Regions from separate parts of the Mus musculus genome. Here all the other regions are linked to region 2. The links are chromatin contacts, called in public promoter capture Hi-C maps. All regions are on one chromosome and are shown on one strand. The core of a region is the stretch at or near the end of the contact, and the rest is flanking DNA. Distances in the headings are between cores, read along the strand shown. Region 1 holds the start of Ccdc115 (coiled-coil domain containing 115). Region 2 holds the start of Bend6 (BEN domain containing 6). Region 3 holds the start of Arhgef4 (Rho guanine nucleotide exchange factor (GEF) 4).

Evidence for each region. Promoter capture Hi-C pulls out the DNA fragments that hold promoters and counts their contacts.
Region 1: a promoter capture Hi-C map of neural stem cells shows a contact between it and region 2. The contact joins the promoter of Ccdc115 here to the promoter of Bend6 in region 2. A contact is called at or near these places in 2 of 39 promoter capture datasets (embryonic stem cells and neural stem cells), 1 of 484 Hi-C or Micro-C datasets (embryonic stem cells), 5 of 115 datasets of contacts at active chromatin or transcription factors (astrocytes, bone marrow-derived macrophages and embryonic stem cells) and 2 of 9 other capture datasets (adipose tissue and embryonic stem cells).
Region 3: a contact with region 2 is called in a promoter capture Hi-C map of liver, with 4 times the contacts expected there. The contact joins the promoter of Arhgef4 here to the promoter of Bend6 in region 2. A contact is called at or near these places in 2 of 39 promoter capture datasets (liver and stem cell-derived epiblast-like cells).

What each region holds. Positions count from the first base shown.
Region 1 is chr1:34,438,358-34,441,057 of GRCm38.p6, reverse strand. It overlaps Ccdc115 (coiled-coil domain containing 115), which reads left to right and starts at 1,386. Exons shown (of 5, transcript NM_027159.2): 1 at 1,386-1,830; 2 at 1,912-2,015; 3 at 2,126-2,208. The coding sequence starts at 1,720. It overlaps Imp4 (IMP4, U3 small nucleolar ribonucleoprotein), which reads right to left and starts at 1,229. Exons shown (of 9, transcript NM_178601.3): 1 at 1,131-1,229; 2 at 909-1,017. The coding sequence starts at 1,133.
Region 2 is chr1:33,906,350-33,909,049 of GRCm38.p6, reverse strand. Bend6 (BEN domain containing 6) reads left to right here and starts at 1,429. Exons shown (of 7, transcript NM_177235.3): 1 at 1,429-1,484. Dst (dystonin) reads right to left here and starts at 825. Exons shown (of 103, transcript NM_001276764.1): 1 at 598-825; 2 at 17-51. The coding sequence starts at 778.
Region 3 is chr1:34,676,857-34,679,556 of GRCm38.p6, reverse strand. Arhgef4 (Rho guanine nucleotide exchange factor (GEF) 4) reads right to left here and starts at 1,375. Exons shown (of 14, transcript NM_001368773.1): 1 at 1,295-1,375. The coding sequence starts at 1,333.

The sequences.
Region 1 (2,700 bases), core at 137-2,636, 530 kb before region 2:
CAACTGTGGTACAATCCCAGCCCTAACATTATGCTTCTTAACTCAAAAAAACGTTACATGACACACATATACTTTATAGTCCTAAATTACAGGAACGGAATTTAATTACTGGCACCAGGGATATTGTACTATCAATCAGGCGGGAGACATGAAGTTCCTTAGATACAAAAGCAAAATAGGGATAAATAGAACATTTCCAATTAAGCTCTGTGATAGAGGATCTTCATTTATTAGGGCAAATGAAAATGTGAATTAATGTAAGGCAAAGTTTTAAACTAACCTGTAAAACGAATGTCAAATTCTAAATGGAAGAAGAATTAAAATGCAAGACAATTATAACAATCAATAACAGGTTTTTCTAATTTTGTTTTGAAGAAGACAACAAAAACAAATACCAAGGATTCTTGCAGACCCATTCCCTAAGATGGGAATCAATTAGATGAGGCAAAGGTTTTTTGTTGGTTTGTTGCTTGATTTGGTTTGGTTTTTGGTTTTTCGAGACAGGGATTCTCTGTTTTAGCTCTGGCTGTACTGGAACTCATTATGTAGACCAGGCTGGCTTCGAACTCGGGGATCGGCCTGTCTCTGCCTCTCGAGGGCTGGGATTGAAACCGTGCGCCGCCGCCACCCGACAGAGGCAATGTTTTAAAACTAAATAAAAACTAGATATTCTGTAAGCAAAACTGGCAATCAACCTGTAGACATGGGCAACTGTAGCATAAACGGCCATACTATCACATGGTGGGATCATTCAGAAACCAGTGAGCAGTGAGGTCCTACCTAACGAGCAGAGAAAGGAAAGATGACCAGCCACCCTGATACAAATACATTAAGTTCAAATGCGTTTACACCTCCGTGTAGTATGCTCGAGCAAGGACTTGTAACCCACCAGCACAGGGAGGCCTTACCTTCTAGAGCACGCTTGACTCGCTCCTTCTTCTCCTGAACGGATCGCTGCGCCTCCTCCCGGGCTTTGCGGTACAGGTACTCGCGGCGCAGGCGAGCCTCCCGACGGAGCTAGAGAACACACAGGGTCACCATCCACTTCGGAGCACCGAGGACCACAACTCAGCCCTCCCGTAGTCCCCTTCTTTCCCGCTAAACCAGAACAGGAAATCAAAACATCCTACCATGATGAGCGCCGCTCCCTCACGAGTCCCAACTCTTCTGGCGCTGCTGGCACCACGCAGTGATCACTTCCGCCCTCAACCAAAAAGGCCTTTAGAGGCTTCACTCGATTCCACTGCCGGTCAGAGTGCCCCATCTTAAGATGGCGAATGGAGGAGGGCGTCGCAAGGTGATTGGTCAGACGGGCAACCAATTAATTACCCGGATTTGGGATGTCACGTGGTCTAAGACCGTCCTGATTAGTTAGTCCGTCTGCGGCTTCACCGGTGCTTGAGCTGGTCAGGCAGCAGGCTAGCGAAGAGTAAAAGCAGGAACTGTGCGCATGGCTTCCTAGATTCAAGTTAAGGTCCGACTTTTGGTAGCCATCGGATTCGAGAAGTATCCCGCTCCAGGCGCTAATCCGCGTCCTGGCTGGTGACAGGGATCACCCGGAAGTTGAAGCCTTTGACTTCCGGGTCACGATTAGTACTGCCCCCCTAAGGGCGGATCTTGAGCGCTTATTGGCTGTCATGCACATGGCCGCGCAGTGATTCGGCGGCTTGGAAGGAAGTGGCTCCGCCCATCCGCGCGTGTCCCAAGACTGGCTGGGCCATGGCGGTCCAGGCTCTGCGAGAGGAGTTGGACTCCAAGTGCCTACAGCTGCTCAGTGACCTGGAGGAACTGGAGGCGAAGCGGGCGGCGCTGAACGCCAGGGTGGAGGAGGTGGGCCACGGGGAATGGAAGGAGGGATAGAAAGCGGGCACAGGGAGGGAAAACAGTCTCAAGTCTCTCCTGTCTCCCCAGGGTTGGCTCTCACTTGCCAAGGCTCGCTATGCCATGGGAGCCAAGTCGGTAGGACCCCTGCAGTATGCCTCGCGTATGGAGCCTCAGGTCTGCGTGCGTGCCAGGTGAGCGCCCCCCCCCCCCCCCCCCCTTGGAGAGTGGATGGGCAGGACCTAGGCCGGCGCGGCCAGAGATCCAACTTCCCTTTTTTTTTTTTTTTTTTTTTTTTTCCCAGCGAGGCCCAGGATGGACCCCAGACCTTCAGGGTGATCAAAGCTGACGCCCAGACCCCCGAGGAAGTGGGGCCTAGCGAAGCATGTAAGTCTCCTTTCCACCTGTCAGCCCTTACTCAGCGCTAAAGACAAAACTCATTGAACATTTAAGGAAATTGCTTCATTCGGAATCTGATTAATGGAGAGCGTCTGAGCTGGAGAGTTGAATGTCTGGGGGGCGGGGGTGTGGGAGGGTGGGGTTCTTATACTTTGATAGGTAGGGTTCAAGTAACAGGATAGGAGAGCCGCCCGAGGAGGTCTAAGGGAATGGGGTGTATTCCAAGCCTCCTTGACATAACATGGTTGGGTAAGAGGGTTAAAGGAATGTTGGCGTTTAAGCTGATTGGTTCACAGCATCTGGTCAAACCACAAGGAGGGACCACACATCTAAAAGGTGCATCTTCACCTGGGAACGAATCATGTTTTCTTAGCCCACCCCATTATTATCGACTGACCACAGCTATTACGTCTGTTTTGCAACTGCCAAGAATATTTCGGATTTTTGTTTGTTTGGTTGTTTTTTGCTTTTCATTTCGTT
Region 2 (2,700 bases), core at 180-2,679:
GCGCTAAATAAATTACCTCAGAGCGAAAGTGATGAGATCTCAGAGCAGCATCTGGGGAGAAAAGAGGGAAAACGAGACTCCGTTAACTCCTTGTTCTCAGCCTAAAGAGTTACTGATCACTTACCTGGATTCGGGAAAGCACATTCTAGGTGTCTCTCTCCAATTCCGTGGGCATATTGGGGCGGGGCGGAGAGAGTATTGGACCATCTGTCTCTAAGGTGATTTCTCTGCAAGAAGTTCCAGCAAAGTTGGGAGAGGGGAGCCCATATCATCACGCCTTACTTTTTTATTCCTAAGCTCCAGCAAAGGCTTGGCAAAGATACGAGTACCTCAGCCCAGGACTCCCCTACAATTACCTTCTGGGCTCTAGCAAACTGACCCTAAGAATCGGAGCCTGATCCTTCCTTCCAGGACCTCCGAATCTCCGTGGTTATCCAAACCTGGTGACTCAGAGGATGGAGGTGAGGCCAAAGGGCCAGGGCGCGTTAAATAAATAAATGCACTTAGCTTGAGGAGTGGGCACTGAGTGGGCAGAAGAGGCAGAGAAGGCTTGAACCTCGCTTCTGCCCAGAAGAACCCAGCGGCGGCGTGTCTTACCTCTGCTTCTGGAACGACCCGAAAAGACCGATTTCATCGGATGTCTCCCTTTCTGGAGCTTGCGGTGCCAGCAGCAGAAGAAGACGATGGTGGCGACGGTGCCCAGCAGGAGCAACAAGAGGAAGAGAGCACATTGGATGCTGTAGGGTCTCAGCAAAACGAGGAAAGCGGCGGCGATCATGGTGCGGGCGAGGCGGGGGGCCGTGCGGCGCGGGGCTAAGGCTGCAGAGCGCGCGGGGCGCGGGGCGCGGGACGCGGGGCGGGCGCGGCGGACAGGGGCGAGCGCGGCTCAGCGCGTCAAGCCCGGCGCTCGCGGCCCCGCGCGCGGCCCAATGGCTGCACACCCCGCGCCGGCCCCGGAACGACTGATGGAGAGCAGCGGGCAGCTCTCGCCATGACTCAGCACGCGGCGCAGCGGCGAGAGCCGCGCCCCTCCCTCCGCAGGCGCCCCAGCCCGCGCGCAGCTCTCGGGCTCAGCCCCGCCCGGGACGCAGCCGGCTGGGAGCATCATCGGGTGGCCGCCCGGGGCCTCGGCGTCCTGAAGCCGGCGCACGTGGGGCGGGACGGGGCGCGGCGAGCCGGCGGGGGGCTCGGTGGGTGACGTCACGGGCTGCGGCGGCAGCGGCGGCGCGGGTGCGGGCGCGCGCGCATGGCTGGGGCCGGGACCGAGCGGCGCGCGCCCTCCAGCAGGTCGGTTCGGTGCGCGCGCGGCCCGCCAGGCCACGCGCCGGGCGGCGGTGCGCGGGGACCCCCGGGTTTCGCCTGTGTAAGCCTCCGCGGACCTTCTGCTGGAGGCCGACGTCAGGGGGCGCCAAGGAGCCGGGGGGAACCCGGGCTCCCGCCTCCCTGAGCCCGCCCGGAGGCTGGGGCTCGGAGGATGCAGCAGGGTGAGCTATTTGGTTTGGGGGCGGGGGTAGTCCCTGCGCATGGAGGCGCGAGCACCTGGAAGGGCCATCTCCAAGCTGGTCCAATCTTAGGAAAGGCGGCACGCCGCGGTCTGCAGGCTTGCACCCTACCACCCCCAAACTTGGTGCTGATTCTCAGCCCAGACGTGAGCTCTGCCACGGTCAAAGAACCCTGATTCATTTATTGGCTTTGTAGGGAGAGGTGATTTTAGATGTAAGGATCTGACATGATGAAGGATGAAGGAAGTTGGTGATTGATTGGCCTGTAGATACTGCAGGAGAAATTTTTAGGCACTGTCAGACAACGGCGATCGGTCACACTCGGGTACACACCCTTCTCCCCTTTGCCGTTTTTTTCCAGCTTCCCTTACATTCCGTTACAATCCGCAAAAACTGTATCGCAGTTGTGGGCTGGACACTTGACAGTGATCGCTGATTCGGTGCCAACGAAGAAGGCAAGGCGTGAGCGCTGCGGTGTGCTCTTTTGCGGAGGGCCTCTGCCACCTGGCGAGAAAGCCAAAGCTGCAGTGGCCGCCTGCAGCGTGTTGCGGCCTTAGCGGGCCAGTGCAGTGCTCTGCCCTGCTTGCCCCTAAGGCAAACTGGCTTTCCCTGTGGGAGTTGGATGATTTGTTTTCTTTCATTGACTTGTATTTTTTAAATTAACTATATGACATATGACAAATGAAATATTACATTTGTGCAATTTCTAGTAACTGGCTTGAAACTAAATAATTCGTAAAATTCCAAAAGTCAATTGAAGAATCGATAGGAATGTGTGTATTGTTGTCTAACTATATGAAACCAACTGTTCAGTTCTGCAAAAATGTGTAGCCATTAGTGACTGATAGGTGAATGATGTATTATCAAGTGTGAGCATTAAAAGAAATGCGGAAAGATGTTGCTTAGCCCTGATGCCAGGTTCATAAGCACGGAAAGCACAGGAAAATGTGCTCTTATTTGCATGTTGGCCTCCTAAAACAAATACAGATTGCTATTATATGCCACTCATTCTGTTGTTTGAGGCTGAGGATGGAAAGCACCTTGCTTGCCGACACTGAGGAAGGTGAGACTCTTGACTGTCAGACTGCGGGGAGCACTGGGTGCCAAACAGGCTTCACGGGTCCCTGGCAGTCAGCAGAGCTGTCTGGAACTTCTGCATCCCGTGCACAGAGCTGAAGGGCTCCTGACACTGCAGCCC
Region 3 (2,700 bases), core at 126-2,625, 770 kb before region 2:
TGTCTAGCTGACTTGTGACCTAAGTCACCCGTTGCTTACTGTTACCTACAGTCATAACTGAGGAAGAACCAAGGTCCCCAGCTCACAAAAACTCCACCCACCTGTTGCCTTAAGACCCTCACCCGAAAGGAACAAAACGAATTAACCACACTTTTCCAAACAGGAAAACAAACCCCAAAGTGCTTAAATGATTATTCCAAGATCCACCGTATAGCTTGGGATTCTGTGGCAGGGTCATCATTCCAAGAGTCTGAACAGCACAAAACAGCGAGCCAGGCATGCTCGCCCTTCCCCCACCTCGATGCGGAGCCCCAGAAAGTCCCCTCTCCCCATCCCTCATTCTCTTCCTCTATGGTTGTATTGTAACCACTAAGGTGGTTACAGGTAGGCAGGCCTTCCAAATGGCAGAGGCAAAGGCTGAGGTCAGGCAGAGTTCCTTCTATCCCGTATGGGTCTGGGTCACCTGCTCACCCCCACCCCCACCCCACCCCCACCCCCGGCTCAGAGCTCTCAGGACCAGAAGACTCTGCCTCACCCGCAGCCATCACCTGCCAGCCTTTCCCTGCGCTTCCTCCTGCTGGCCTCCAGCTGACACTTCCGGATTCTTGAAGCCTTGGTCCTAAAGTCAGGTCACATTCCCACCTCCCACACTGCTCACTTGGAGAGGTGGGACTTGGCAACCTGCAACCAGCTACCCCTCTGCCAGTACCCTGCAGCCGGCTGCCCACCCCAAGATCCCTGTGTGGTTAAGAGACGTGGTAGCATCCCAGTATAGTGGGGTCTCCACGATCGACCGACCCCAGTCAAGGACTCAGCTCTTCTACTAAGTTCCGATTCCGGTACGGAGTCTTAGGCACTTGTTCACGAAGGTGCCCCAACCGAGATTCTCCCTCTGATATATCCAGGTAACTACAATAGCAACCACTTCCTGGGTAGCTCCAGCTGCCCAGCTACCCAGCCAAGACTGGGAGAAACCCAGGAGTGCCCGGGCTCTCACCAGTCTCTCCAGCCTCGGTCAAGTCCACTTTCCCCCTCCCCGGAGCCTATAATCCCCTGTGCGCCTCTTTCTCCCCCCGTCCCCGCAGTCCCCAAGGCCACACTCGGGCAGGCCACCACCTCCAGATCCAGCACATCCATCGAGAAGCTGCGACTGCCGCGCGGATCGTTCTTGGGTACCTCTTAGGCACCCACAAACAGCCCAGGGCGCAGCGGCGTGCGCGGCTGCCCCTTCAGCAACCCCAGCAAAACTCTGCAAGCAAACCCGGTTTTGAATCCCCGGGACCACGTCTCTCACCTTAAAGAAGCTGCGAAGGAAGTGCACCACACCGAGCATGGTGCTGCCCGGGCACTACGGCCACCCGCTGCTCCTGACTGCGCTGGCGAGCCGAGCTCCGGACGCCACCCCGCGCCCCGCCCCATGGTCTGCCCTGGACCGCCGAGGAGCCCCGCCTCCGCAACCGGGCCACGCCGGGCACGTGCGAGTCCGCAGGGACTTGTCCAAACACTGGTCCCGCCTGCCCACTAGGAATCTGAGCGTAGTCTAAGTAAGAAAAGGGCAAGTGGATCCACAGCGGTCTATCTGCGGCTCACTGGCACGCTTACCTCCACCCTTTGATCCCCTAGGTCTGTCTGGCACACAGTCCTATGACTAGTGCCTGACCGTGGTCCTATTGGAAGCAGCCACCTCCCTTTCCACCTCACAGCTTAGTCAAGCGTTGAGAACCTTCAAGACGTTAACGCAATACTTTAGTAGTTGAGGAAACAGAAGCTGCGCGCAGTCTGTACTCACAAAGCTAGAACTGGGCAATTGTGGACTCAAACCCCTGTACCTAACTAAGTCTTGACCCAGAGCCCACTTCTTGCTCCCCTTTCCCCGCCTTTCCAGTTGTTCTCTGATAGATGTGACTGGAGGAAAGGTGAGGAGAGTCCTGGAAGCTGGCGCAGCGTGGTGAGACAGAAGCAGGTGACCAGGACACAGGGGCTCTAGAGTCCCGTTTTTGACGAGTCATCAGTTTTTTAGGTTCATTTGTGTGTTTGTGCACAAGCATATGCACACCACAGGAGGATGTTCCGGGACTTGGCTTTTGCTTCCCGACTTTCCCCTTGGAGACAATCTCTCACTGCGTATGGGGCTGGTTTTTCTGCTGGAATGGCTGACTGGCTGGCTGTCAAGCCCAGCTCTCCATCCTATCTCTGCCAGGTTCCTCTGACTCAGGAAAGGAGTTATGGGCAGGCGTGGCCACACCCCGATTTTTATGTGGGGGCTGGGATCCAAACTCAAATCCTCTCACTTGTACATCAAGTTCTCTTAACAACCGAGCCATCTCCCTGGCCCCTAGTTATAATTTCATAACACAAAAAGAAAATGTTAATAACAGTTCCAGTGAGGCCAACCTGAGTTATAGTCATCTTTATATAAACGCAGCTTTAACACACTCAAACCTACACACACACACACACACACACACACCATTTTTTTTAAAAAAATAGTTGTAAAACAGAAATAGAGTATTCTAAATTTCTGCAGAAGTACAGAGGCAAGAGTTTGTGAGCATTGTACTGCATTTGATGGGATCAAGCATCCCATGAAGGTTGAGCATCTGTCCACACTGGCTCTGGGCATCCCTCACTGCATCCCTCACAGCCCAAGCCTGCATCCCTCACTGAAGTCCTACCCCAGTGATCATTAGCATATTACCT